4 separate regions of the Mus musculus genome follow, and regions 1, 3 and 4 are each linked to region 2. Evidence: chromatin contacts called from public promoter capture Hi-C data. All regions are on one chromosome and are shown on one strand. Each heading gives the region's core, a stretch centred on a gene start, on an enhancer-like site or on the middle of the called end of the contact. The rest is flanking DNA. Distances are from core to core; before and after follow the strand shown. Region 1 holds the start of Bmyc (brain expressed myelocytomatosis oncogene). Region 2 holds the start of Spaca9 (sperm acrosome associated 9). Region 3 holds the start of Lhx3 (LIM homeobox protein 3). Region 4 holds the start of Dipk1b (divergent protein kinase domain 1B).

Evidence for each region. Promoter capture Hi-C pulls out the DNA fragments that hold promoters and counts their contacts.
Region 1: a promoter capture Hi-C map of liver shows a contact between it and region 2, with 4 times the contacts expected there. The contact joins the promoter of Bmyc here to the promoter of Spaca9 in region 2. A contact is called at or near these places in 2 of 39 promoter capture datasets (both in liver).
Region 3: a promoter capture Hi-C map of liver shows a contact between it and region 2, with 3 times the contacts expected there. The contact joins the promoter of Lhx3 here to the promoter of Spaca9 in region 2. A contact is called at or near these places in 2 of 39 promoter capture datasets (both in liver).
Region 4: a promoter capture Hi-C map of hippocampal neurons shows a contact between it and region 2, with 4 times the contacts expected there. The contact joins the promoter of Dipk1b here to the promoter of Spaca9 in region 2. A contact is called at or near these places in 2 of 39 promoter capture datasets (hippocampal neurons and liver).

What each region holds. Positions count from the first base shown.
Region 1 is chr2:25,705,503-25,708,202 of GRCm38.p6, reverse strand. Bmyc (brain expressed myelocytomatosis oncogene) reads right to left here and starts at 1,324. Exons shown (of 1, transcript NM_023326.2): 1 at 482-1,324. The coding sequence starts at 1,277. The coding sequence ends at 765.
Region 2 is chr2:28,698,391-28,701,090 of GRCm38.p6, reverse strand. Spaca9 (sperm acrosome associated 9) reads left to right here and starts at 1,440. Exons shown (of 5, transcript NM_027283.1): 1 at 1,440-1,509. It overlaps Ak8 (adenylate kinase 8), which reads right to left and starts at 930. Exons shown (of 13, transcript NM_001033874.2): 1 at 817-930. The coding sequence starts at 900.
Region 3 is chr2:26,205,132-26,207,831 of GRCm38.p6, reverse strand. It overlaps Lhx3 (LIM homeobox protein 3), which reads left to right and starts at 1,257. Exons shown (of 6, transcript NM_001039653.2): 1 at 1,257-1,487. The coding sequence starts at 1,394.
Region 4 is chr2:26,627,042-26,629,741 of GRCm38.p6, reverse strand. Dipk1b (divergent protein kinase domain 1B) reads right to left here and starts at 1,285. Exons shown (of 5, transcript NM_019833.3): 1 at 1,043-1,285. The coding sequence starts at 1,105.

The sequences.
Region 1 (2,700 bases), core at 75-2,574, 3.0 Mb after region 2:
AACAGCCTAAATTGTAAGAGACAGTCTCCACTTCAGGTGACCACCACACCACCTCCCCGCATACACCCAGCAGTGTCTAAAGACAGAGGAGCCAGAGAGGCGAGGCACCGGTACTCTGGAGGTTTTTTTTGTTTGTTTGTTTGTTTTTTCCTGCCTCTCCTGATTCACCTTTTTGCTATGCTTCAGTAGTACCTTTATTTTATTTTTAAAATTATATCAATTGTTTAAAACCCCTCAGTCTATCTAACTTTGTTTATGCATCTATCTCATCTTTTGTCTTTTCCTCTTTCTTTTTTCTTTTCCTTTTTGGTCACATAAAGTTCCCCTTTCTTACTTTTAGTCTACTTTTAGCAGTAGTATTGTCTGTAGCTCCTCGGTTCCTTATTTTGCTATGTTTCATAAAGCTGTTTTTTTTTTAAGCATGGGCTCAACATATTTCCGAATTACTTTGATTTTCTTTAAACAATAAAAAAGAATCAGCTTTTGAAAGGAAAATATACCTTTTTATATTTCATATCCTAAAATCTTGTATAACTGATAAGACGTTTTTATTGATGTTATTTACACTTAAGGGTCCAGCTGATGTTGGAAAATTGATATACTTTAAGATTCCTTTTTTAAACAAATACAAATCTGTTAAGGGGAGTGAGGAAGGGTGGCAAGCTTAAAAAAGAAAAGAGGGAGGGGAGGGTTCTCTTACGCCCAGGATTTGAGGCAGTTAACATGGCTGAAGCTTACAGTCCAAAGCCCCCCGTGCTGTGCGCTCAGGTGTTGCAGGTGCAGTCTGGAGGCGTAGCAGGCTCCACGTCGGCGGCCAGGCTCACGCCGGTGCCTTCTTTGCGCACAGCCTGGTAGGGGTCCAGCTTGGAGACCAGCTTGGCGGAGGCCGAGAAGCCATTCCACATACAGTCCTGCAGGATGATGTTCTTCACGAAGGTCTCGTCATCCGGGTCGCAGACGAAGCTCTGCTTCACCGCGTCTCCTCCTGGCAGCTCGGGCAGGTCTGCGATGGAGAAGCTATCACCGTCGTGGTCCCTGGGGGCGAAAGACACGGCGACCGCTTCGCAGGGAGGCGAGTAGAGCCCGGCGTGGCCCGGGGACGGGCGCGGCGTGGGCAGCAGCTCGAATTTCTTCCAGATGTCCTCGCTGGGCGCTGGCGGCTGCGGCGGCTGCTGGTGGTGCACGTCCTCCTCCTCATCGTCGCACATGAAGTATGGCTGCACCGAGTCATAGTCCAGGTCGCGGTTGCCGTTAGCGAGGCTCACGTGGAGGGGCATGGTCGCGGCGTTGCGTTTGGAGGCGACCCGGAGGGGTGCAGGGCTGCTGCGGAAACCTGGCGCGCTGCGCAGCAGCCCCGAACCACTCCCCTTCCCAGACCCTCACTTCCGACAATCCCGACAGTCCCTTCACCAGGCTCGGTCTCCGGCTGCAGCGGAGGGAGGAGGCGTCAGCTCGTCGCCAGACGCCACGCTCAAAGTATCGCGCCACCTTACGGAGAGGGGCTATAGGCGCTGCATCCTACGTGCACAGGATACATTTTCGTGGACGCAGATAACCTATTCTCCGCATACTCTCACTCATTTCCTGCTAGTGTCTACCTCTCCACCTCTCAGTCCTCTTCGTTCGCCCAGTGACTCTTCTACTTTCATGTCATTTGTAACACGTGTGATTTCATGTACCTATGAAATCGAGAACCCATGGATGAAAAAAGCAAAGATCTTGTCTCTCTGAGACTGACTTAATTCATTTAATATGATACTCTCCAATTCCATCCATTTCTTGCAAATGACACTCTTTGCTCTCATTTATGACTGAAAATGTTCCACTTCCACATACGAACCACATCTTTATTGTCCGTTCCTCTGACGATGGACACCTTGGTTCCGGAACAGCTATTGTGGAAATGTCCGTAATAAACCCGCGTTCAAGGATCTCTGTGGTGGCATACTTGCTTCGGGTCTTCAAGGGTTTTCTTAAAGCTACACTATTTTTTTTATTTATTTATATCATTTTAAGTGTATGAATGATTTGCCTGCATATATGTAAGTGCATCATCACCTACATGCCCAGTCCCCATGGAGACCCAAAGAGGAAGACTGATCCCCTGGAACTGTGTCAGGACAGTGTGAGCCTCTGTGTGAGTGCTGCGAACTAAGGCCCAGGACCTCTGGATCTCTGCGAGAGATCTTAACTACAGAGACCATCTCCAGCATCATCCCACACACCTGTAATGAGTATATGATGCTTGCATCTATGAATGGCTCCTGCAAATTTTCTAAAATGTAGATACAAATATGTGTGAGCTACACATTAAATTTAGGCATGAATTAAACTTCTAAAACACTTTATGATTAAATATTACATAATGCCAAGCAGTCAAGGCAGCTCATACATTGGAAGGCTGAGGCAGGAGGATTACCATGGCTGGGCTACATAGTAAGTTCCAGGATATCCTGGTCTACATAGTGAGAACTTGGCTCAAACAAACAAGAAAATCCATAACACAGAATTCTTTAAAAAAAATTAAAAGATCTAACCTATTTTCTCTTTTCTTTCCTTATTTTATATCAAATTTTTAGAAAGGAAAAATAATGATTTCAAGAACATTTCTGGTTTCTGGACAATATGTTGTTATAGATATTTGAGGTCTGTATTAAACTTCTAAGTGAGTGGGGCTGAAGGATAGCTCGCTGGTAGAGA
Region 2 (2,700 bases), core at 191-2,690:
GAGCACACATAGATGGGGATATGGTTTGGCTGAAGGCCACAGTTGCCTGGGAACCAGGACAAGCTGGGAGCTAGTATAAGGGATGAGGGACGAGGGCTTTCAAAAGGCCAATTCTGAGGATAGAGGCTATGTAGAAAATATGCTGCCCCAGAGGAGACCACCTGGATAGGGATGCCATCTAAAACTTATACGGTCCCCTACTTGTCCTAACAGGGTCAAAGACACCCTCATGAGACAAAACACATGTGTCTTTTGCCTGACGGCTGAGACAATCGGTTTGGTCCTGGGAACTGGAATTTCCCAGGAACCTCATGCCAGGAGAAGGAAAAGGCTGGCACCAGCCAGAGGGGCGGGTCTCCTGGGAAGTTTTCCTCCAACTTGTCAGACCACCTTGCAGGAGGGAGTGGAACGGAGACAGATATGGGTCAGTGAGGTGCGGGATCACACTAGACTTGTGTGGACCCCAAAACTAGCCCCGGGAAGCAGGTCACTGAACTTCTTGAACGTGTTCCTCCTTCCATTGTGGTCACAGGAAATAAGCCTTTCTCTGACTTTTTCTTTTTTTCTGTTGCTTATCTCTTTAACTGGTCTTGGAGTGAGGTGGGTGAGCCTAGCTTGTTAGGGCTTCCAAGGCCCAGCTTAGGTAAGACTCAGGGCTCAGGAACCGGCTGAGGTTTCCCATACAATGCCAGAAGAGGCCCTGGAGACTACTGCGCCATTTCACAGGTGGGGAAACTGAGGAAAGGGATTTCCCCCCAGACCATGCTGCCGGCCCGGCCCGGTAGCCGTATTCCCTATCCTCGGGCGCCTGATCACCTGCATCATCTCGAAAATGTAGTAGTCTTCCCCGTACTGAGGCATTTCCGGGGGAATGCGATGAGGGGCTGTGGTTGCATCCATGTTTCCGACAGCGCTCCGCTCCTTAGTAACGGCGTTGCTGGGACGCCAAGCTATGCGTCATCGGTGAGCGCCTCAGCTGGGGCGAGTCCTGGTCCCGGATTCCATCCACCGAGGTCCTGATCTGCAGTCGGCTCTCCCTCCCCAGGGCCACAAAGCAAACCCCAGAACGCCTGTGGAGCTACAGAGCAATGGGGGATCGGATGACAGAATAAATCCTGCTTCTGGTGTAGCCAACTGTGCGGATCTGGGCGCTGGAAGCTGACCCTGCTCCCTGGATCTCAGTTTCCCCATCTTTAAATGAAAGACGCTGGGGCAGACGTGGGACCGGTTTCTACAGGAGGAAAAGTCATATGCGCCCAGATCATATGGGGGTGGGGGTGGGGGGAAACTGGGCGGGTCTCCTGGTTTGGGCGGCCGGCCGAGTCATGTGACCGGGTTGCCATAGCACCTGTGGTCACAATCGGCCAAGCCTGCCTGGCCTCTATGGCCTCGACCCCGCCCACGCCCATTTCCTGAGGGGCCTTCCCGCCCTCGGGGCCGCACACCCACGGAGGCACTGCAAGCTTCTGGGCACTCTGTGAGGCGAAGGCCAGTCCAAGTCAAACCAGGGTAAAGGGGGATGGAGCGCCGGCGACGAGCTGGGTCGAAAACACTATGGGAGTGGGGGAGAAAGAGGTGGAGGTGTCCTGGCCTAGGGGGAGGAAAGCTGCGTGTAGCTGTGGAAGAGGCAAGGGTGGCATCGTGGAGGAAGGACTCTGTGTAGTAACCCAGAGGGAGGTACACACAGCCTACGATGATAGCCACAAGTCCAACTCTAGATGTTGTAAATTTGACAGATTTACAGTGAGCCTAAGTTTCTACCCTGAGCAGTGGGGAACACTCAGGCATTCCTCCCACAACTACCCTGAAGTCCCCGACAGTGACTGGCCTATAGGGAGTGGACAGTGTGGGTACATAGTGATATCTCACTTAATCTTTAGACTAATCTTAATCTCACCTCACTTTGGACAACAATCGTTCCTGTCTCACAAGTTTTATCTTTATGTATTAATGTGTATAAGGGTGGGACAGAGGAAGAGCAGAGGCTGGGAAAGGGACTTTGGAACCCTGGAGCCAGAGTTGCAAGCAGTGAGCCAATAGATCTAGGTGCTGAGAACTAAACCCAGGCCCTCTGGAAGAGCAGCAAGTGCTGGGGACCGAGTCACTCCTGCTCCTGTAGCTCACCTGTTTGCATGGGTCAAGCTGGAGGAGCTCTCAGGGGCTCCGGGGGCCACAGCACCAGGCAGTGTCAAGTCAGATGAAAACCTTCTGCTCCGAAGACAGACAAGACACTGCAGAATAAGACAGGCCAGAGGAGTTAGCTGGTGGCTTTGGGCAAGTCATTTCCTCTTTCTGGATTTCTTCCCTCGACAGCTGCTGGGCACAGAGAGGAAGTTTCAATAGCTTGAAGAGTTTCTATCCAATCCCCCACCTTTTACAGAAACAGAGGCTAAGGCCTAGCAAAGGGGAAAAGTCTTGCCCAGGGGCTGAGAATGAAATCAGAGGGAGCCTCAAGGCTGAGAGCTAGCGTTCTGACCTGGGATAATGACACCTGCCCATGTAAAGCCACAGCGCAGCCCTCTGTCCCCGAGACCTGCTTCCTCAAAGGCCTCAGGCCTCGGTAGACTTGTCAGCTGGGGAAGCAAAGATGAGGCCTCCCCAACAAAGAAAGCAGCAGCCACACTGCAGCTTGCACTGGGGGGGGGGGGGTTCAGTGTGCTTCCTGGACATTTTTGAAGTGGCTTTCGTCTCCGCTCATTT
Region 3 (2,700 bases), core at 8-2,507, 2.5 Mb after region 2:
GGCCATTTCACTGCCACGGACGTTGGGAAATAATGGAGGCATTGTTGGCGGCAAGCCAGATGCCCAACAGTGTGGAGCCGCCCCTTCCCTAGTCTAGCCATACATGGCCCCCGCCCCACTGCCCTCTGCAGCAGCTGACACTCAATGGCTCACATCTCAGCTCACCCAGCACCCATTTCACTCCAAGCTAGTGTTCCCTGACCTCGGAATAACAAGTACAGAGCAACATGAAGGGACGGCTGCAGGCACAGGGCTCTTTCCGAGGCAGCAGCTGTGCTGGGACCAAGTGGAGAATCTTGCGTTCTTTCATTCATCCTTCCCATTCTGGGGTCTGATCGGTCACAGTCCTAGGGATGGAGGCAGAACAGGACAAGAAGAGGAACCAGGAGGGTGGCAGCAACCTGCTGATTCTGCAAACACTTCTAGGGTGTCCCTAATTGTTACCAGGGCACTATACCCTGCTGGATTCTAGTTCCTACCAGGAACTGCATAGGTCTGGCGCTGTCTCCTGGCTGGGTAGTAGGAGCCCTCAGTGAGGGCTCATGCAAGGATAGGATGATGGGTTCTGGTGGGCTCACCTGTTCGAATGGGGATGAGATGTGGAAATCCAGGTGCAGGGATTGTTCTAAGGAATTGGGGTGGGGAAGTAAGGGTAGATCTCAGGGCTTCCGCAGCTCAACCCTTTTCTGGCCTAGAGTCTTGGTGTGTTCCCGCAGAGGACACCGGATCTGAGGTCCTAAGAATCGTTCCTTCTCGCTGTACTGGCTCCAGGAGGCACTTCTAGTGGTGGGGTCCAGAGTGTCAGAGTTGGGGGACCTTCAAATCGAGCTCCTCGTAGCTCTACTGTGGCTTCTTTGCCACCACGTTCCCTCGCGATGGCTATCAGGTTGCCCTTCTGCTGACCAGGTGTGGTCTCAATGCTGTCCAGCTCCGGTTCAGAGTCTAAACGTGAGCAAAGAGAACGCAGTTCCCTCCCTGCCGCTTCCCTCGGGACCTCAGCCTTCCGGGAGGCTTAGCGAACTTGCTTGGGGCAGGGGCGAGCATCTGTAGGAAGCCTTGAGTGGTTACTGCGCTGTCTCCGTCCTCGGGAAGTGCAAGCCAGACGGCTTCTAGGCACCTCGGTTCCGGCTGAAAGGTGCACAGTCTCCAGTGGCCTCCAGTGGCCCCGGGAGCGTCTCTGCGACCCCCGGCCCAGCCCCGCCCCGCGGCCCCGCCCCCCACCGCTCCGCCCTCCGCGGGCCCGAGGCTTGGCGCCCAGAGGCCTCCCGTGGGCACAGCGCCCAGCAGCGACACGAGTCGCTCCGACGCCAGCTCGGAGTCCCTGCAACGGTGGCCTCGCCAGACCCAGGGGAAGTTCAGGGTCGGAGGGCGGCAGCACCAGGCACCTGGCCCCATGGAAGCTCGCGGGGAGCTGGACCCGTCCCGGGAATCCGCGGGCGGAGACCTGCTGCTGGCGTTGTTGGCGCGAAGGGCTGACCTGCGCCGAGGTGGGTGCCCGACGGAGAGGCTGCACTGAACAGGCCCAGATGTCCTCGGCTTTTTCTGGCCCTTGTGCGGAGGCCAGCAGAAGCCAAGGTATCTGGACAAGGGTGTGTCTGAGGGGCTCTGACATGGCTAAGCAAAGGCATCTCAAACCTCCAAAGTGTGTGGCCCTCCTGGTGCTGTGTTGTCCTGGCTTTGGGAGCCCTTGGTGATCCAGGAACGGTTTAGGAGACCTTTTGCAGCTCTGAGCTGGCTGAGGCCCCTGAGCTGGAGGGAGCATGTGAAGATGTTTCAGGACTCAGGAATCAGGGAGCAGGAGTTTCTCCTTAGGAACTGCCTTCACTCAGTTCCTTTCCCCCCATTTTCAGCGAGATCAGGTCTGGGTCATGCTGAACTCATCTCCCCTGAGTCGAGTCTTAGTGTCTGCACCGGCAGTTTACCACTAGGCTGGTGGTCAAGACGCGATTACAGGGAAAAGTGGAACTTGTCCGGGCCCCCAGTTTCTTGATCGTACCAGTCTTTTTGCAGGGCTTTGGTTCTGGGGAATAAAAGCGCTCTCCGTTTTCAAGCTGAGAGTATAACAGGATAGGAAAAGAGGAAGTTAGGCTGGCAGAAGGTCTGTCGAAGCAAGTGGGAAAAGGATTCTATGCAGACTGGGGGTATCGGATATGGCCTACTTGCTTATTTATTTATTTATTTATTTATTTATTTATTTTCCAATGGTTTATGGGATGGGTTACCCGCAGGAGCTGGGAGGAAGAGATGGGAGGGGGGATGAGAAAGGGAGGGAGGAAAGCTTGGTAAGCTAGGCTCCAGAGAGAGTTCTGTGAGGCTTGCTAGAGCACTGTTGGCTCCCGAGGCTCCACTGGGCCCTCCAACTCTGTGTAGGAAACTGTACTGAGACTGGAGTTCACCATGCCACGTAAGCAAGAGGAGATCGAGGGTGGCTTCACTGGGAGGCTTGACGGTGGCGACGGCTTTTGTAGGAAGCGGGTGTCCCCGTGTCCCTGCTGTGGGCTTCTTGGCCGAGGCGCTGTCCGTGCCTGGGTGCTGAATTTGCAGTGTTTGGCCTGTCTAGCCACCTCACTCTCTTCTGGGTATCCTTGTGGCCTTACGACGGCTCTGGTGGTGCTCTGGTACAGCTACAGTCGATCTCCACGTCCACACTTGGAGATGTGGTTTTGCTCAGGGTGGGACAGCATCCATCGCAGGCTTGTG
Region 4 (2,700 bases), core at 36-2,535, 2.1 Mb after region 2:
TGGCTAAGCTTTGATGGTTTACCTGGCCTCTGTCTGACGCAGCTCTTCTCCAGGATCCCTGAGTCTTTGCTCACCCCGGGGCGGGACTCACCACAGTGGTACTCAAAAGCTCGCACAGATTTCTGCCACTCAGTGGGGAACAAGTTGGCAAGCCCTGGGCCCATAATTTTCGAGGCTGAACAGTCCAGCTCCAGAAAAGTCACATGGAAGGTGGGAAGGTCATTACAGGGATAGTAACTGCACAGCAAACTCCCTGCCCAGGAAACCCGGGCCAGGTGGCAGGTGCCCTAGTGTTTCCCACGCAGGAAACTGAGGCTTGGGGCAGGAAGGGCTCAGCCAGTGGCTCTCTCTGAACCAGCCCCACTGGGAACTGGCCCAAACCCCTCTCCTGCCACTCCTGGGTCCACACATTGCTGAGTCAGGGCCTAGCTTCAGGGCTAGGGGTATGGGTACACCCCATCTCCTGGCACAAGAAGGGTCCCCCATACACCTCAGGTCACGAACCCAACCTAGGCCTGAGCATGGATCACAGCACAAGCTACTGCCTCTGGAAGAGGGCAGACAAGGGCATCTGGGCCTGGAAGAGCTCTGCATCCAACAGGCTTCAGTCCTCATCCTTTATGTAAAACAGTCTAAGGGAGGCCAGGCCCCAGGACAAAGGCATCCTCCAGCATCCTCAGGACGGCCCTTCAGAGAGACCTTGGCTAGACTGGTGAGGGCTGGCTCCTTCCTGTAGGCTCTAAGGACCGTGGCAACCAGCGGCTGGAGCCCAGAGGCCTGACTCCATCACCTCAAAGCATGAGGGGAGGGGCCTCTTCTGCAGACAGGAGCTGGCCCTCCACTGGCCCAAGGTCACCACAGCCCCTGTTTCCAGCTGTCTCAAGAACTGGCCAGGGGCTGGCCAAGTTTGCTATTCCAGAATTTTTTTTTTAAGTTGCGAAGGTTAGAAAGGACTCCGGTGCACCCGCGTGCACCCATCGACCCTCGCCATCCCACGCCCTGCCCCTCCCCGTGTGGTAGCACCTGGCCGGCTGCGGCTTACCTGCAGGCCCTTGGAGAAGGGGCAGAGGAGCACTAGGTGCACCAAGCGCCGCAGCCGCCGCATGATGGGCTCCGGCCCCGGCTGCGGAACCCCGCGGCTGGCTCGGCCTCAGCCCCAGCCCGGCCAGGCCCGCAGCGGCCGCCGCTCGCTCTCCATGCGGGCCGCTCGTCCTCGGCTCGCGTTAAAGGCAAGGCGCGTGCCTTTCTGAGCAAGGACCGCGACGCACGCGCGGGGAGACGGCCTGGAGGAGGGGCGTGCACGCGCGGGAAGATGGACAGAGGGGCGTGCGCGCGCGTGTGGAGACAAACGGAAGGGGCGTGCACGCGCGTGGGAGGACTGGCGCGCGGCCCCGCGGCTAGTCTAGCTCTCCCGCTGGGGACCTACGCCACCCCCCACCCCCCCACCCCCAACCTCCCGAGAGCTCCGGGACCCGCTACGGCAACCCTGTGTGAGCATGAAACACCGGGGCAGGCTGGCGCTGAGGACCTGTAAGGTCCCCGCCTGCGCTTGCGCATTTCTTCCACCTTTTCAAGGGTAAAAGACGTTGATGGATCTGCCCCCATCCCTCCCCAGTATGCAGGTGAGGCTAGTCAGTCCTGAGGCCACCACCTCTGGCACCGAGAGTCTTCAGCCCTTGTTGCACCGGGGCATAGGGAAGGACCCACAGCCCACGCGGTCAGCAACTACTCCTGAGAACCAGTTTCTTCTGATTTCTGCCCATGGACAGACACGCCCCTCTCCTGTGACTCCCATTTAGGGTGATTAGGAAAGCAGCAGCTGACCTTAGTTAGAGGCTTATTGAACTTAGCAGACAATGGCCAGAATGCACCGTCCACCATGCGCATCAGCTGCCCTCAATCCTCACCCACACCTTTCTTAGGGGTTCTATAGCGATGTCATATGCATTCCCAGGGAATACGCCTTCCCCTGTGCCCCAGTGCTGTCCATATATATATGCCTTGCAAAATGATAAAAGACAGCTTTAGTTTAAGGATGTTAATTGCTTCGCAATTAGTGAACCAGGCCAACCTTCTCTTCATAAAAGTGGAGCGAGAGTCCCATGAGCCCAGCTGAAGGGTTTGGATTTATAAGCTAGAAAGGCTGAAGAGAACTAGAGCCAGGAGCAGGTCACAAAACAAATGGAAAATAGCATCAAGTCTGTGTCCCAGAAACCAAGAAGCAGAAGCAGAAAGACCAGCCTGGCCTATGTTTCAAATTCCAGACTAGCCAGAAGCCCAAAGGGAGACCCTGCCTCAAGGAAGGAAAGAAGGAAGGAAGGGAGAGAGGCTGGAAGAAAGGGATGGAAGGAGGGAGGAAGAGAGGAAAGAAGAAAGGAAAGAAAGGAGAGAGGGAGGGAAGGAGGGAGGGAGAAAAGAAGGAAGGAGAAAAAAGAAGGGAAACATGGGATTGTTTCATTATCGCACCAATTATAAACGAGCTGCTTAAGCAGTTTGACTATTTTATTATGTCTTCAATCTTGATTTTGCAGGTCAGATAAACAATGTAGTTTAAGTGTGGTGACGGGAAGGCTGAAAAAAATGACTCAGCAGCTGAAAGCACTTATTGTGAAAACATAAAGATTGAAATTCAAATTTCAGCATCCATGTAGCAGATCGAGCATCCTGCGCACACCTGTAACCCAGGTTACAGGTTGAGTG